Linked DNA regions of Gossypium hirsutum: region 1 is linked to region 2. Evidence: chromatin contacts called from public Hi-C data. All regions are on one chromosome and are shown on one strand. The core of a region is the stretch at or near the end of the contact, and the rest is flanking DNA. Distances in the headings are between cores, read along the strand shown. Region 1 holds the start of LOC107915791 (protein RNA-directed DNA methylation 3). Region 2 holds the start of LOC107915786 (ras-related protein RABC2a).

Evidence for each region. Hi-C and Micro-C count contacts between places; a contact is called where the count stands out from the background.
Region 1: a contact with region 2 is called in a Hi-C map of leaf, with 4 times the contacts expected there. The contact joins the promoter of LOC107915791 here to the promoter of LOC107915786 in region 2. A contact is called at or near these places in 13 of 34 Hi-C or Micro-C datasets (callus, cotyledon, hypocotyl and 3 more).

The regions. Positions count from the first base shown.
Region 1 is chrD10:60,169,167-60,173,816 of Gossypium_hirsutum_v2.1, reverse strand. It overlaps LOC107915791 (protein RNA-directed DNA methylation 3), which reads left to right and starts at 3,048. Exons shown (of 20, transcript XM_041103490.1): 1 at 3,048-3,397. The coding sequence starts at 3,208.
Region 2 is chrD10:59,951,348-59,956,395 of Gossypium_hirsutum_v2.1, reverse strand. LOC107915786 (ras-related protein RABC2a) reads right to left here and starts at 1,466. Exons shown (of 7, transcript XM_041103486.1): 1 at 1,142-1,466; 2 at 214-282. The coding sequence starts at 1,298.

The DNA.
Region 1 (4,650 bases), core at 1,799-4,298, 220 kb before region 2:
ATTTTAACAATTCAATCAATATTCCACCAATAAGCAAGTAATTTGACTACTTTTTAAAAGGTCGAGGCCAAATGACCCAAAAAAATAAGGGTAAAAAAAGATAGTAAACATTAGGGGCTAAATTTATCTTTATGCCAAAAATATTTTTTTATTATGATTGAGAACAATTACTTCAAAATAATGGTTAAATTCTACTATTAGTCTTTGTATTTTGAAAAAGTTGTGAATTTAGTCCATATACTTTAATTTGATCAATTTAGTCCTTATTCTTTTCGAAATAGTCAATTTTAATATTGCACTTTTCAATTTTTCAAATTTCAGTATTAACCCAAACAATAACAGTCAAATGCTTTTGGATAATTCAATTACTAGTCTTGTACATTGCTTATAGTTGTAGGTTTAGTCAATATTCTCCAATTAGATCATTTTAAGTCTATATACTTTTCGAGCTTTAAAATTTCAATCTTGATGCAAATGACAATTGATAATCCATTAACTGAAATTTTTAGCGAGTAATATGTGAAAATAATAAGCTTACATAGATAATATGTTTACCGCATCACATTTTGAAAATAACAGAAATTAACTGAATGAATTTAACAGTTATCATTTGGCGAGGACTAAAATATTAAAATTTAAAAAGTATAGGGACTAAAAATGACCAAATTAAAGTATAGAGATTAAATCCATAACTTTTACTAAGCACATGGACTAAGAACATAATTTAACCTTAAATAATTATATGTGTATAGAAAAAATCTAGTTGATAGCAGTCTTGGAATTATATATGTGGATTAATGATTGGTATAACGACAAATTTAATCCTTAATGTTTTTTTTATCACTTTAACTTCAATTCCTTTTATCACCTTGGTCCTCAAGTTTTAATAAGTAGTCAAATTGCTTTTTTTTTAGACGCAAAAGTTGACTAAATCATTAAAATTATAATAGCACCGGCATAGCAACACCCATGGTTGTCCACATGTGAAAAGAGAGAAAAGAGATGTAGAATTTTGTGGTCTAAGAGACCAAAAGTGTCATGTGTCGTCACTTAATGGTCTAATGTGCCATATTAGCAATTCGTTAGTGGAAAACAAATTATTTTAGCGTGGGTGACTAGTTTGAATAATTATTTTAACAAGAGTTACTAAATTAAGAAAAATAATTTGAGTAACCAAAATATGACAAACCATATTTTAAAGTGACTTTGGGTGTAGTTTAAATAAATCAAATTTGGAAAAGAGGTAAAAAAAGCTAAAATTTTCATTTTAAAGTCTACAAGGGTAAAGTATAAAAAGGTCACTAAATTATTGACTTTGCTCTATTTTAGTCACTCAATTATTAATTTTTTAATTTAATCATTAAATTCTTCGAAGTTAAATATTTTAGTCAATTTCCCTATTAGCTGCCATTAGATGAGTGATAGGAAGTTGACATGAGCTTTTTTATTGGTCTAATAACAAATCAGGCCCTTTAATATTTACACATTCTATAAAACTGATCCTAAATATAAAAAATTCATCAAATTTAGTTATTAATGTCTACAAAATTTGTCATTTTAATTAAAGATAAAAAAAATTAAATAAATTTAGCCCTTAATATTTACAAAATATTTTTTATTTTTATAAATTTGTTTGGTTCTAAATAATAATTTTTTTTAAGTCTTGCATTTTATCCAAGCTCGACCCCATTTAAATATGGATAATTCATATTTAACCAACAATAAATTACTGTTTTTTTTTGGTTTTGCACTCATAAAAAATAAACAAAGTGAGTAAAACACTTGAGTTGGGTTCACTTCAAAACTTAACAATTATATAAGGAATCATGATTTGTTTTTGATTTTTTTATGTGAACTACTCATAATTCTTCTCCAACTTTTAAATAGGAGAATAATAAATTTCGGCGTATTCGAACCTACGTTTTCTTACACTAACAATAATGTCGATGCTAACCGAGTTAAAACTAAATCAACTTTTTAAGTTGTTTTTAGCCAAAGCTAATAACTTGATAAAATAATCCATGGTCGAGAAGGTTGATATACGAAATGTTTCAATTTAACTCGATAGGAACAACTTCTACACTTAAGGTGGGTTTGGATGGGCGATTGGGTGTGGTGCGGTGCGGTGCATTTAGCTTACTTTTTGTCTCACGCTACAGTATCGTTACAGTATTTAATCTCACCACCACTATTGTTTTTACACTAACCGCAGGTAAACGCACCGTCCATCTAAATTCACCCTTATAAAACTTGCCCAAATCCCGGCTATGGTCCCCTCAACGAATTTAGAAAGAAAAAGAAAAGGGAAAGCAGGAAGGTAACCAAAGTTCTAACGACCTGTTTCCAAGCTTCAATTAATAGTTTAAAATATTTGTGTTGGGTTGGTTTTTATATATTAAAAATTTATAAATATAATATTTATAATATATATTTTATATGCACCTGAGCCAGGTAGGGTCAGGTTCCTGCTTTAAAATTTTTGTTCAAGAATTGTCTGTGGGTTTATATTTTTGTTTAAATTTATTTTTCAAATTTTGTCTACTTATTGAAATCTTTTCATATATTAAACAGATTTTTTAGTTTAAATAAATAATTCGACCTCTGAACAACTCTACCCGCAACTCTTTTTAAAATTTAAGGACGAAAATTGTTTACGTAGCAAAACAAAAGAACTTAAAAATAAATTTTTTATTTTTATGTATTTATATATCTTTTAAAATTTTATGTATTTTTAATAATAGTTTTTTAGAATTTAAAATTTATCTAAATATTAAAAATTAAATTTATTATATTTAAAATTAAATTGATAAAATATATAAATATTAAAAAATTAAATTTATTATTAAATTAATAATTAATTATTGGGTGACTAAAATAGAATAAAATCAATAAATTAACGACGAAATTGTATTTTACCCTGTCTAAAAATAAAGAAGTAGGAAACAAATAGACTGTTTTGTCCTTTTACATGATTTAACAAGGGCAGAACGCGAAGGATGCAATCGTAAAATGCCATATATATATCAGCTTTGGAGTACACTACCATAAAATTCCATCACTCACACTTTCATCACACTCTATTTCAAAGAAAAAAAAGAAAAAAACCCTTAGAGAAAATGCTAAACTGATGTTCTCTGAAAATTTTTTATTTATGTAGAAAAATATAAGGAAAAAAAAGTAAAAGTTTTGCAACTGGACTGAAAGGATATGTCGTCGAAGGGGAAGGGAAAGGAGAAGGAGGTGGTTTATGGGAAACGGAAGGTCAGCGCCGGAAGAAGCGGTGGTGGAGCGGAGGAGAACCGTCGGAAGCGTAAGAATCGGGGAGTTCTTCAGTTCTTTGAAGACGCTGCTGATGTTGATGACAATGAAGCCAGCGATGACAGCGATTTTGATGATTGTATGGCTGATCTGATCGTTTTTCGTTTGTTCTTTTTTTTTCGTTTTTGTTGGCTTTTGCTTTTTCAATTTGCTTCCTTTTGGAGTCTTGCATTTTACGGTTGCTTATATCTGCGAGTTTTTAGGGTTTTTTCTTTGATTTTGTTCTGCATTCTGCTTTTCAGGGTTTTTAGGGTTTTCATTTTTTTTAAATTTAAGCGAAGTTTCAACTTTTTAATATGTTAAATATTCTGGAAGAGATTTTTTTTAGAAATGGAAATCTTGATGAGATTTTGTTGCCATTATTGAGTATTTGTGAGTGATTTTTTTTATCTTAATTTTTATTGGCTGCTGCATGAATTATCATTTTAGGCTGTTTGGGTGTGAAAGTGGGACATTTTGCATGAATAATCATTCTTGAGTTATTCTGAGGGAATTTTTTTGCTTCTGCATGAATAATCATTTTAGGGTGTTTGGTTGTGAAACTGGTACATATTAAGTAGTTTTGAAGTTCTATTTCTCATATGTTTATAGAACTTTGTTAACTGAACATGGAGATGATTGTCAGGTTGAGTTTAAAAAGCTTATTAGTGTAGTATTGGTGAATGTGAATGCAACTTCTTAGGAAGTTTTTATTTCTAAGGGTTTCAAGGGGTGTTAGATTGGACTTTATTGCTTGGTGCAAGAGGGTCTTTCTTGGAGAAGTTTTTCTTTTTTGCTGTGTTTAGGACTCTTGAGGTTGAGGTTGAGTTTGCCTGTGCTTTGATTTTTCTTATGCATTTGTTAATTTTCTGAAGCTTCTTTGGGTGAATGCTTCCGGTTCTTGGGTTGAGCATTTTTCAAACAACTAATCTTTAAAGCCTTGGGATGATTTTTCATAGCTTGTTTGGTAAAGGAGGGATATTTTGGGCATCATGTTCGGAATTGATTTGATATATCAAGAGGTTTGAGGCGTATTTACATTGTTACACCATGCATGAGGGCCCTTGAAGAACTTTTGTCTTTTGCTGTTTTGAGGTTGGCCATGACTTCCTTTTGCTTCATGTTTTGTTTGGATTGTGTGATGTGTGTAATGGAAGTCTTCCTTGTTCTTCTGAGATGTCTTTCTGAACATTCCTTACCTTTTTGGACCTTCCAAGATCGACATGATTCTCACCACAAGAAAGCTTAAATTTTCTAGTCATTGATATCAAGGACCAGAAAGTGCTATATACAATGAAACAAATAGATCTCATCTCAGTTTATAAATAACTGTTGAGTTCTTGAAGTACTTCA
Region 2 (5,048 bases), core at 217-2,716:
CTAACAAGGACGAAACCATTACAAACCCCACTTTCTTTCTCTCAATGAAGACTCCAGAGGAGTTCAGCAAAACAAATCAGTAGCATCAACTCCAAGCCTATCGCATGCAAACCACCCGTGCAACTAACAATATACACAAGGGTAACAGCAGAAAAAATATAGGTCCAAGTAAGAACTAGTTGCAAAGTGTTGGCTTTATCATATCAATTTTACCTGTGTCCCAGATTGTAAGTTTCAATCTTTTCCCACCAATTGTGACCATCTTGATTTTGAAATCCACCCCTTGAAAACATTCAAAAGAACTCAATAAAAATATGACATAAAAGCTGAAGATAGAAACAGAGATATTTCTAATGCATGGGACAAGATGATGAACACAAAATACAAAGAAAAGGCATTGCTTTTCCCATGTTAGTTTCCTCTTACCACTACCAAGCCATGCATTTCCTTTCAAACCTTTTTTCTGCTACGACAAAGAAGGGGCCCCAGAGTCCAAACCTAAGTGCAAAAATTTGCTCCAAGGATAATTGAATTAATTTCCATGCCTAAAATTTACAATTATCTACTCAGTTACAAATTTACAATTGCCTATGCTATTATCTGTTCACTGTTCCATCATTGCTAATTAAGCTAGAGCCAGGGACGAATTCCCCAAAACAAAAATCATGCAATTTAGTCCTTTTATAGATAATGAAAATTTAAGTTAATATACGGTAAAATTGCACTTTGACCCCCAAAAAATGAAGAAATTTCTGTTTAGTCCATTCGAAAATGATGAAACCTAAACCATTGAACCTATTTCCTGAATAATATAAGGCTAAACTTAACAATTAACATAACTACTTGGAAAGAATTTTAGCTTAAATGAAAGGAAGTTGGTTGGTTCATTGTTTTTCCCTCATCTTAACTCCCTAAACAATTGAAAAACAAAAAAAAGTATTCCTTTTAATCCCTTTTCCTCAATCCTTTCCCAACCCAATACATAAAAACAACCCTTTCTAAAATTATTGTCAAAAAAAGTTTTGAAAAATTCAAAGCAAATTCTGGGTGTGAATTCCAAAGGCAAAAACCAACAAGCAAAATACAAAATGATGGCAAAAATACAAAATAAAGGAGTCGAAAGAGAGAGTAGAGGAGTTACCTATGGTGGGAGAAAGATCATGAACAAAGTTAGAGATGAAAGTAACAAGTAAACTACTTTTGCCAACTCCAGAATCACCAATCAATAATATCTTAAATGAATAGTCACAGTTGTTGTTCCCTCCTCCCTTTGAAGAAGAAGAAGAAGAACCCAACATTTTTTTTTTCTCAGGTACAACAAATAAAAAACTTAATCTCCTTTTGTTCTTCTCTGATAATCAACAACCAGAAAAAAGAAAGTAAAAATATTTTGAATGAAATAAGGAAATTTCCTCAGGTAGTAGTAGACAATAGATAGAGACAATGGTGGGGTTGGCGGGGAGTGTTTCTTAATAATTTTGTTCTTCTTTTCTTTCAAATATATAATTTTGTTTTTTCTTTTGCTTATTTTTTTAAGTACGGATTTTTTTTAAACAAAAAAAATATTATTTTTAAATATTTATTTTTTAATTATTATACCCGTTTATAATACTTATCAATTTCTTCATGACCTATGTATCAAATATCATTCCTTAAATAAAAGAATAATATGCTTCAACGCACTCAAACGCACATTTTCTTACCTTTACAATATCATCGTCGGCTAAATGTAAATGTTAAAGCATATATAAAATATGGATTATTTTAAAATTAGACATCAATTTAGACTTTAATCTGTTTTATAAATTTTTATAATATATATAATAAAATTGATTTAGGTAAAGCATGATTTTCCGGGTTGTCATTGTTCCACGCTCCCCCCTCGCAGGTGTAATATGTGGGCTCCCCATTTAGATTGCTTTGCAAATATCACTTAATTTAAAAAAAAAAAAAATCTGTGGCCGGATTTTTGGCATTTAATAATTTTGTCTTCACCTCGGTTAAATTTTGCTTGTCTCAACGGAACTCTTCATAGTTTTTTTTTTCTCAAAACCCTTTCCAGGGACTAAATTTAAATTTTATGATAAATATAAGGATTTTTAGCATATTTTAATCTTTTAAATATCTTCTATCTTTAACTAAAATCTTTTAAAGAATTTACTTTTAATATTTAAAATAAGTAAAATATTTTACTATATTTAAATTTAATTAATCTATACTCTCTTTTTTTTAAATTGGTATCACGAATAAATCAGACACTAACTAAATTATGAAAACATTAAAATATCCTCTCATATATAAATTAAGTTATATTTTAAATGAGGATGTTTTTGTTTTTTATATAATAAATTGATAAAAAATTGATTAGAATGAGATCTAAACTCGTAACATCATATATAAAAAATAGTTAACTTTATCCGTATAACCGAAACATTGATTGAACTTTTTTAAATAAATTTTTAATAATATATCTATTATATAATTTTTCACTCACATTGCAAATATCCATTAATTTAATTGTACCTATGTCAACAACAACCATGGTTCTTTTTTTATTATTATTTCTAAAGGAAATTTCACCTAAACAAAAGTACAAACACTTGATGTGCATGGTAAAAATATTATAGAGATTTCATTGTATTATTTAAAAAATGAATAAATTTATTTTTGTATATTAGATCAAAAGATAAGCTCATAATTTCATAAATTTTCATTGTTAAAAATTGATGTGGTTGACAAAATAAGCAGACAACTATATGTACCTCATTCTGACATACAATGATAAATTTTTAATATAGAAATTGATGGAATTTTTAACCAAAAGGACTAATTTGCTCTTTAATCTAACATATAAGAACCACTTTACCTATTTTGTCAATAAAAAAAGATAAAATATAATTTAACTCCTACTATAAAAACTTTTATAATACCTTTCCACGAGCACCTGGAGCGTGCCATAGAAGAGCTATTGCCCCAATTTCAATATTAAAAAGGTAGGGGAATTTTAAATTGACTTAATTATAAATTTGATCACTAACGTTTGTATGTTTTGTCAAAATGATATTAATTGTATTTTTGAGCTTTTTATGCTATCAACTTTTGATTTTTTTTTCAAACTACTGTTTCTAACAGATTTAATGAATAAATTCAATGTTTCAATCTTTCTTTTCAAAAGGTTTTAATTTTTCATAAGTTTGTTTACTAATAGGTTTTTCTATTGAATTAATTTTTTTAGATAATTATGTTTATTTTCGAGTTATTTTTTAAAAATTTCATGTATTATTTATTTTATTATTTTTCAGATGTAATTATCTCATAGGGTTATTTAAATAATAAATTACATCTCATTAAAAATATATTCCATATATAAAATTCCACGTCATCTTTGATAACATTTTTAACGATACTTTCATTAAATATATTGAAAAAATAATTTAAGAAAAACAAAAATTGATGATAAAAAAATTTAAAAATACAATAAAAATTATTTTGACAAAATATGCATAGGTTATCAATTTGTTCCAAACCATGCCACGTCGCCATGTAAAAGGCCTACCTTCTTGACACGTTCCGTACAACACAGTGAGTGAGCTCAGCCCCTTTGACTATTTTTGGTCAACAGTCCAACCTTTTGCCTCACCTATTTTGATAATAATTTCATCCCCTTTCGCTTTCCTTTTGTTTCTTCATCTGTTAAATTTGTATTATTTAAATTTTAGCTTTATAACAACCAAAACTTAAAACCAATAAAATAAATCTTTTTTAATTTGGTTTCAGTACGTTAAATAAAACTCTGAGCCCAATGGGCCTATAACAACCAATGTAACAAATTTTATAACAAATATTGGGCCCATTACACTAATTTCAATCTAGGCCCAAATTTTGTAAATCCTACGAGCTTTTCTCCTTCTTTATTAAATAACAAGAGATTGTTGTATTGTGGGGGGAATTATCTTTAAAGATAATGTTTTATTCGTCTCGGTAAGGGTGATTATTCGATCAAATCAAGTAAAAAATTTTTCAAGTTAATGAATCTTATCTTATCATATTAACTTGATTTAAATTTTTTTTCAAATCGTGTCGAGTGAAATGAAATTCAAGTTAAGTAACTTGAATAATTAATTAACTTATTTAGATCTCAAAATTATTATTTTAGAAAATTTTTAAAATTTTAACTTTTTAATTTTTTTATATATATTCTTTAGAATTTTTTAAATTTTTATATTTTTTAAAATATAAATTTTAGAATTTTTATAAATATTTTAAATTTTAAATTTTAAATTTTATTTTGATTTTTTGAAAATGGTTTTGATTTTTCTTTTTTTATAATTTTTGTTGAGAAAATCCGATTTACTCATTTTTAGAATTGGCAACCAATGGGTATTTACATAAGTGTGTTCAAATTTTAGTTAAAACGAATTAACCGACCGAACTGATCTAATTCGGTTAACTGATCTAATTCTGTCGGAGGTCGGTTAATGATTTTTTGGAAGTCCGGTTATCGATTAATTCGGTTCAAAATCGGATAATTAACTGAACTTAATTATATAGTGTTTTTAATTATGTAGTGTTTTAAGACTTAAAATTTCGGTTAATTCGGTTAACTTTCAAGACAAATGAACATCATTAATATATTTCGATTCGGTTAATAATTAAAGGATCTTTTCTTTTTGACACAATGCCTAGGACTACTCATAGCCTCTCCCAACCCATAAATAGGAGAATAATACGTTTTAGCACACTCAAACCCACATCTTTCTACATCAACAACAATACTCAATTGTTATTTTATTATAATTAAACCAGAAAATGGGATTTAATCACTAATCCGATACAACCAACATTAGCTATTATGATTTAATTTTCTCTAATCCACGCGTGAAGTAAGATTTTCCAACAAGATTATGATTGCATGCAAATTAGATGGTCATGGGCCTCCCTTTATTTTTCCCCACAACATTCTTTTTTTTCATTCGTGTATATTTGAATTTCTAAAGCGGAAATAGAATCATTAATTTTTTTTAAAGAAAGCGAATCAACATTAATTT